Linked DNA regions of Sus scrofa: region 1 is linked to region 2. Evidence: chromatin contacts called from public Hi-C data. All regions are on one chromosome and are shown on one strand. Each heading gives the region's core, a stretch centred on a gene start, on an enhancer-like site or on the middle of the called end of the contact. The rest is flanking DNA. Distances are from core to core; before and after follow the strand shown.

Region 1 (3,252 bases), core at 578-3,077, 160 kb before region 2:
GCTGCTGGACAAAACAATACCAAAAATGATGTTCACTACAAAATATGGGTGGGGATAAAAAAGGAGAAAAGTATCTACTGTATTTGCAAATACAGAGGTTACAGGAGTTCCTAATGAAATTCACAGCAGAGAGAGTAGCGGGCCTGTAGGGGAGAGTGGGTGGTGCAGGAGGGTGAAAGGACCCAGGCATGCTGAAAGTAGGTATCACTTTCAAGATGACTGGCTGTGAAGAGAAGCAGCCACAACGTTTTGGCCTGAGTTCTCTAAAAAGGTAGTCCTGGTATAACGATTTGAGGTTTACTGCGAAAGTGACCCCAAGACAGGTGGGATAGAAAACCGGAAAAGGAGGGAACCTAACAAGAGAAGATGCAGAAAGGAGTAAGTTGCAGCTGCGGACAATCAGAACTCTTCTGCAGCGACCTTGAAATAGAGCGTAGGATATATGCCTCCCGGCAGATTCATTCTCTGGAGGTTAGGAAGCCGGGCACTAGATACCCGCATTCCTCAGGGATGTCGGATTGCTGGGACGGGTGTGAAGGAACGTCATCATTACAGCACTCCTGGGTCTTGCCCCATTTCTCCTCTAAGCGAGCTTCCCATGGCCAGTGGAGCCTATGGGCAAAATGGAAGAAAGGAGGGCAATTTTACAATATAAGTAGATACCATGAGCACAGGGAGAGCAGGACAGGAAAGGTCGCAGGATATTCTTTCTCTAAAGAGTAAGACATCGGAAGCACATGGGTGATGTAGCTAATTTTTGAGGAAGTGTAGGAAGTTTGCGGGAAATCTGGTAGAGTCCTCTCTCTATTCCTCAAAATGCACCAAAAATGTTTCCTAAAAGGAAGTCAGGTAGGATCAGAACCAAGGGACTTTAAAGAACCTCCTTCCGGAGTTCCCGTCATGGCGCAGTGGTTAACGAATCCGACTAGGAACCATGAGGTTGAGGGTTCGATCCCTGGCCTTGCTCAGTGGGTTAAGGATCCGGAGTTGCCGTGAGCTGTGGTGTAGGTCGCAGACGCGGCTCGGATCCTGCGTTGCTGTGACTCTGGTGTAGGCCAGTGGCTACAGCTCCGATTAGACCCCTAGCCTGGGAACCTCCATATGCCACAGAAGCGGCCCTAGAAATGGCAAACAACAACAACAAAAAAGAACCACCTTCCGCCAACTCAGAAGGGGAAATCGGTCCGGAGGACGAAAAGCGAGTGGCCCAGCGCCGGTAAACGGCAGGGCGGAGTCCAGGGATCCTAGGGTCTGTGTGTGATCGGCGAATCTGAAGTCACCCCCTGGCTATGCACCATCCAGGAGGTCTCAGCAGGCTACGGAAGCATTCGACCCAAACGAAACCAACAGCCGCTTCTACGCCTCGGGTTCTCTGCGGTCCTTAAGCAGGAAAGTAAAAGAAGCCCATTTTGGACAAAGAATGGGGACTTACAACTTTCTGTTTTCATCCAGAAAACGTCCCTTTGAAAGAGTAGGTTGAAAACTACCAGAACAAGCCCTAAAAAGGGATCTTCCTCTGGCACCGCCCCCTTGGCCGTGACCCCGGGCTCGGGAGGACCGCCCCAGCTTCCGGTCCCACTCAGGGGCCTGTTCGGGAAGCTGAGGCTAAAGCCGCGCCCCCTCCTCCAGCCCCCGCACCATCTGCAGCTGGCAGCCCGCTCAGAGAGGGAGCCTGGCGCGCCCCCCGCGCACAGGCCCCCTCCCATCCGCCCGCCCTGGAGCCGGCCGCGCGGAATCACGGGGCGGAGGCGGAGCCGCGCCGACAGTGGGCGCGGCGTCGGGGCTGCGCTCGCTGCTCTGGCAGACGCGCGGGCGCCCGGGCGCCCGCGGCCGGCTACCCTAGAAGCGTGAGGGGCGGGCGCCCAGGCCGCTGGCGGGGGCGCGGCTGGAGCGTGTGGGGCGGGGCCGGCGGGGCCGACGGGTCGGGAGCGCGGCAGTCGCCCCGGCTGGTCCCACGCTGAGCAGCCGCTTGGCCGGCTGTTTCCTGCAGCGGCTGCAGGGGTGGCCCCGGCGCGCGGCCCTTCACCATGTACACCTTCGTGGTGCGCGACGAGAACAGCAGCGTTTACGCCGAGGTCTCCCGGCTGCTGCTCGCCACCGGCCACTGGAAGAGGCTACGGCGGGACAATCCCAGGTTCAACCTGATGCTGGGAGAAAGGAACCGGCTGCCCTTCGGGAGACTGGGTGAGCTTCCCCGTTTCGCGCCCTCCCGCTCCTCCCGGTAGAACGGGCGCTTTTGTTTTAAGGTCAGAAACCTTCCCTCCGTCGTTTCTCGGGCAGATAGATAAAAAATGCATCCCTTAAAGGACTAAGCCCATCGTTTTTCGTGCCTTCTCATCTCCTAAATCGGATTCGGGGCGGGAATGTAGGTGCGGGCTCCTGGAGCCGCGGCTGCCTCTTTACCATGACCCGTCCCTGCAGCCGGGGGCGGGGAGCCCAGGCCTCGCGTCTCCCGGATTCCCCAGGCCCGACGTCCCCAAATCCGGCAGGTCCGCTGGACAGATCGCCGGGCGGGGCGCGGCTACGCGGAGCCCGCTGCTGAAATCTCGCCGGAGTCCTCTTGCACATTTTCTTCACTAAGGATCCTGCCCTGCCTATGTTGGCGCGGGAGGGGAGCTTGTGTGTGTTGAAAACCCTGAGGATTCAGCTACCCAGAGGCTCAGTTAAACTGTCAAAGGATTTGGAAGAGACCTGGATTCTGAAAGCCTGAGCTTCAGCAGTGAGCCCAGCCCAGGGAAGGGCGGAAGGGTGTCTTCTCTTAGCTTCACCAAAGAACACATTCTCACGATCGTGGGTTGAATGCAGATGGTAGGTGACGCTGGATTCTCAGCCCTACTCTCTCTGCGGGAGTTACCTTCATTCACGTGGTTGAAGCTGGCACCACCGCGTCTACATCTTCCTCTGGAGGAAGGTGCTGGGGAAGCAGAGGACCGGCGGCTCCTTTTTAGATGATGTAAACCAGAAGTTGTGCACAGCACTTCAGACTCACATCCCATTGACCTGAACGTAGTCTCACGGCCTCTGACTGCACAGTCATGGGGGAATTGCAGCCTCACTAGGGGTAGCCATGTTCCCTGCCAGAAATTCCCCTGGGGTGGGGACCTGATCATATTGCCAGAGACAAATCCGTCAAGAGGAAAAGTCATCCCTGCCTTGGAGGGCTTCTCAGAGAGCCGTGTTCTATGTCCGGAGAGGGTACGGTTTTTAGAAAATAGGTGTGGTCAGAGGGTGGAGAGGTTGAATAGGGAAAGA
Region 2 (3,239 bases), core at 277-2,776:
ATTACTGTTTTAAATGGCAGAACCCTAAGGACCTTTAACAGACCGGTCCTTAATTTTTTTTATAACCTTGAAATAAAGTAAAGGTGGAGGAAGGAGCACAACTGAAGGTGCCAGAATTACATTGAAATTGTGCTCCAGGATCAGTGCTCCCGGACATGTACTTTCTTTTTTTGGCCATGACCTTGGGACTTAGAGCTTTGTAAGTTACTCATATAACTCCACCAGATTTGCTAGGTAGGTCAGAGGATACTCAGGTGGAGGTTAAGCCTCCAAAGATGACCCATACACAGCAATGATTTACAACCTCTGTGTTCTCACTATTCAGTGCCCAGCTTCTAGAGACGGGAAAAGGTGGGGAGAGCTCCAGAACATTCTAAGCCTGGCTGTGTTTCTGGTTGGAATTCTTTAATCCCACCACAACCCTGACAAGAGAGCAGACCTTAATCTCCCTTGGCACGACTGCTTAGTCTTGATCTTAAGCAGAATAATGAAATATCCCCAAATGTGCAGAGCAAATCTTATTAATGTCAAAACTAGATTATATACCATGAAGAAAGGCCAAAAATCAACTTACTTGAAAATAGGAAAGCTTCCAGGAGGCAAAGAGAAAACCCCTCACATCCTTTTCTACATTCTAAAACAGGAATATTCACGGAAATGAGCATTCACTGAACACCTACAGAGATCTACTCACATTCACACACGTTAACTCATTTAATTCCCGCTACCAGGTAGGTACTGATTGTTAACAATTTACATTCCTGAGAGCAAAGTCAGAGAGATCTGAAGTCGCTCAAGGTGACACTTGCAGTAAGTAGGAGTAAGGATTTGAATCCGAAGCAGTAGCCTTCCCTCTCCCCGGGGCCACAGCCGCGGTGCAGAAAACGCAGGAGGTCTGCCACGGGGAAATTAATGATCCACAGCTACCCAGTGGCTCTGCGCCACAACTGGGAGACAACCTGGTTCTCGTGACTTCTCAGTCTTACGGTTTTCATCCAAGTGCATGACTGCGGGAGCAAGGGGACCACGTGAGCCCTCTCCCTCCCCCGGCGAGGGACAGTGCCTGTCCGGCCAAGGGCAAGTCACAGGTGCGACAACGTGCCAGGACTGGATCCGGAGCCCCAGGGCGCCAGCTCCCCTGCAGCGTCAACAGGAGGAAGGGAGGGAGGGAACTCGGCCAGGTGTGGCCTCCGGATGCTGCAGGTCACAAGTGCGCGGAAAGTGCTGCTAGAGGTGCGGCCTGCTCCGTAAAGCTCAGCTCGCGAGGCGGTAACTATAACCTTGGTCTTGTCCTCTATGACCCCCGCGGTGAGGGTCCCCCGCCGCCCCCATCACTAGCCTACAGGGCCAGACGGTGCCACGGCTCCAGGGCAAGGCCGCAGGGAGCGAGCTGGCCCTCCCCACGTGGACAGGCTCCCCTCTGGGGGCGTGGCCTCCGGCGCCAGACAGGCCAATGAGTGCCGCCGTCGGGATCCCCCAGAGGGGCACGCCGGGCTGGCGGGGGCTGCGTCAGCCCGAGGGCGGGGCTCCTGGGCCGGCGCGAGGCGCGGTGGGTCACGCGGGGCGCGGCGCGGGCTATAAGTAGAGGCCGGCAGCGTGCGCCGCTAGATGATGGCTGCCGGCGCGCGCAGCATGCTTCTTTTGCTCGGTTGCTGAGGCGCCCGCGGCTGTTTCCCGGGTGGGCCTCCACCCCCGCCGAGCTTTCCCCGAGCCTCCGGGCCCGGGCAGTGTGCTCGCCGACCGCAGGTACGTGTGTCCGAGGCTCTAGCCCGCCGCCTGGACCTCTCCGTCTCCCGCTCAGCTCCTCGTTTCCTCTGGTGAGTGGCGGTGCCGCCTTAGAAAGGCTCTTTCTTCTCCCCGGGGCCCGGCGCGGACGCTGCGGCGCGGGGTCAGCCGGCTGGGCTGGTACCAGTGGCGGGGTTCTGCTTGCGTCGCTGCCTGCCTCCCTCCCCCACCCCCCCCACCCCGCCCGGCGGCTCCGCCGCCCGCGGGCCTTTTTGGCGGTCCCCGGGCGGCGCGCGCGGGAACAGCCCTTTTCCGGTTTTCGCGCGGAGGGCGCGCGCGGGCTGGCGGCGCGGGGCCCGGCCCGGGCTGGGCGCGCGCGGGCCGAGGTGGTCCCGGCGCCACGTGCCCGCCGCCGGCTGGTCCTGTTCGGGGCGGGGTCAGCGGATTGCAGGCTGTGGGCACGGCAGGGCCCCCCCCAGCCTGCGTGAGCCCGCGTGGGGTGCGGAGCCAGCCCCCCAAGGACGCGCCGTTATTGTTACTTTCCCTCTTCTTCCAGGATGAACTTGCGTCCTTTCTCTTCTCCGCCATGGAATTCTGCTCCGTGCTTCTAGCCCTCCAGAGCCAAAGAAACCCCAGACAACAGATGCCCATACGCAGCGTATAGCAGTAACTCCCCAGCTCGGTTTCTGTGCCGTAGTTTACAGTATTTAATTTTATATAATATGTATTATTTATTAGAGCATTTTTGATACCTCATATTCTGTTTACACATCTCGAAAACCGCTCAGTAATTCTCTTGTTAAATTAAAGAACCACTACTCTAGAGAATGGCATCTACCGTGGCAACGCTGATCACCAGTACTATTGCTGCTTCTGGTCCATTGGTAGATTACCTATGGATGCTTATCCTGGGCTTCATCATTGCATTTGTCCTGGCCTTCTCCGTGGGAGCCAATGATGTAGCAAATTCTTTTGGTACGGCTGTGGGATCAGGTGTAGTGACCCTGAAGCAAGCCTGTATCCTAGCTAGTATCTTCGAAACAGTGGGCTCCGTCCTACTGGGGGCCAAAGTGAGCGAAACGATCCGGAAGGGCTTGATTGACGTGGAGATGTACAACGCGACCCAAGAGCTGCTGATGGCCGGCTCCGTCAGCGCGATGTTTGGTAAGTTCTTTTTCTGTATTGTCCTCTGAACGATGGCTGAGCACATTTCCTGTGGCGGGGTAGTTCTCTCCTTGTGCTCAGTCTTTCAGATTATTTTCTTAGGAATGCCCTGCGTACAAAATGTAATTTGGCAATTTTCTTCATAAAACTTGACCTGTTTCAGGTTCTGCTGTGTGGCAACTAGTGGCTTCGTTTTTGAAGCTTCCCATTTCTGGAACCCATTGTATTGTTGGTGCAACCATTGGTTTCTCCCTGGTGGCGAAAGGGCAGGAGGGTGTCAAGTGGTCTGAACTGATAAAAATTGGTATGTTTAATTCTAAGTGGTTTTTTATTCTTGTCATGTGACCATG

The links. A called contact is a pair of places that touch in the nucleus more often than the background predicts.
Region 1: a Hi-C map of liver shows a contact between it and region 2, with 5 times the contacts expected there. The contact joins the promoter of TTL here to the promoter of SLC20A1 in region 2. A contact is called at or near these places in 5 of 47 Hi-C or Micro-C datasets (heart right ventricle, liver and skeletal muscle).

Annotation. Positions count from the first base shown.
Region 1 is chr3:44,021,186-44,024,437 of Sscrofa11.1, reverse strand. It overlaps TTL (tubulin tyrosine ligase), which reads left to right and starts at 1,827. Exons shown (of 7, transcript NM_001004041.1): 1 at 1,827-2,184. The coding sequence starts at 2,028.
Region 2 is chr3:43,858,834-43,862,072 of Sscrofa11.1, reverse strand. SLC20A1 (sodium-dependent phosphate transporter 1) reads left to right here and starts at 1,526. Exons shown (of 11, transcript XM_021087023.1): 1 at 1,526-1,817; 2 at 2,282-2,889; 3 at 3,053-3,193. The coding sequence starts at 2,553.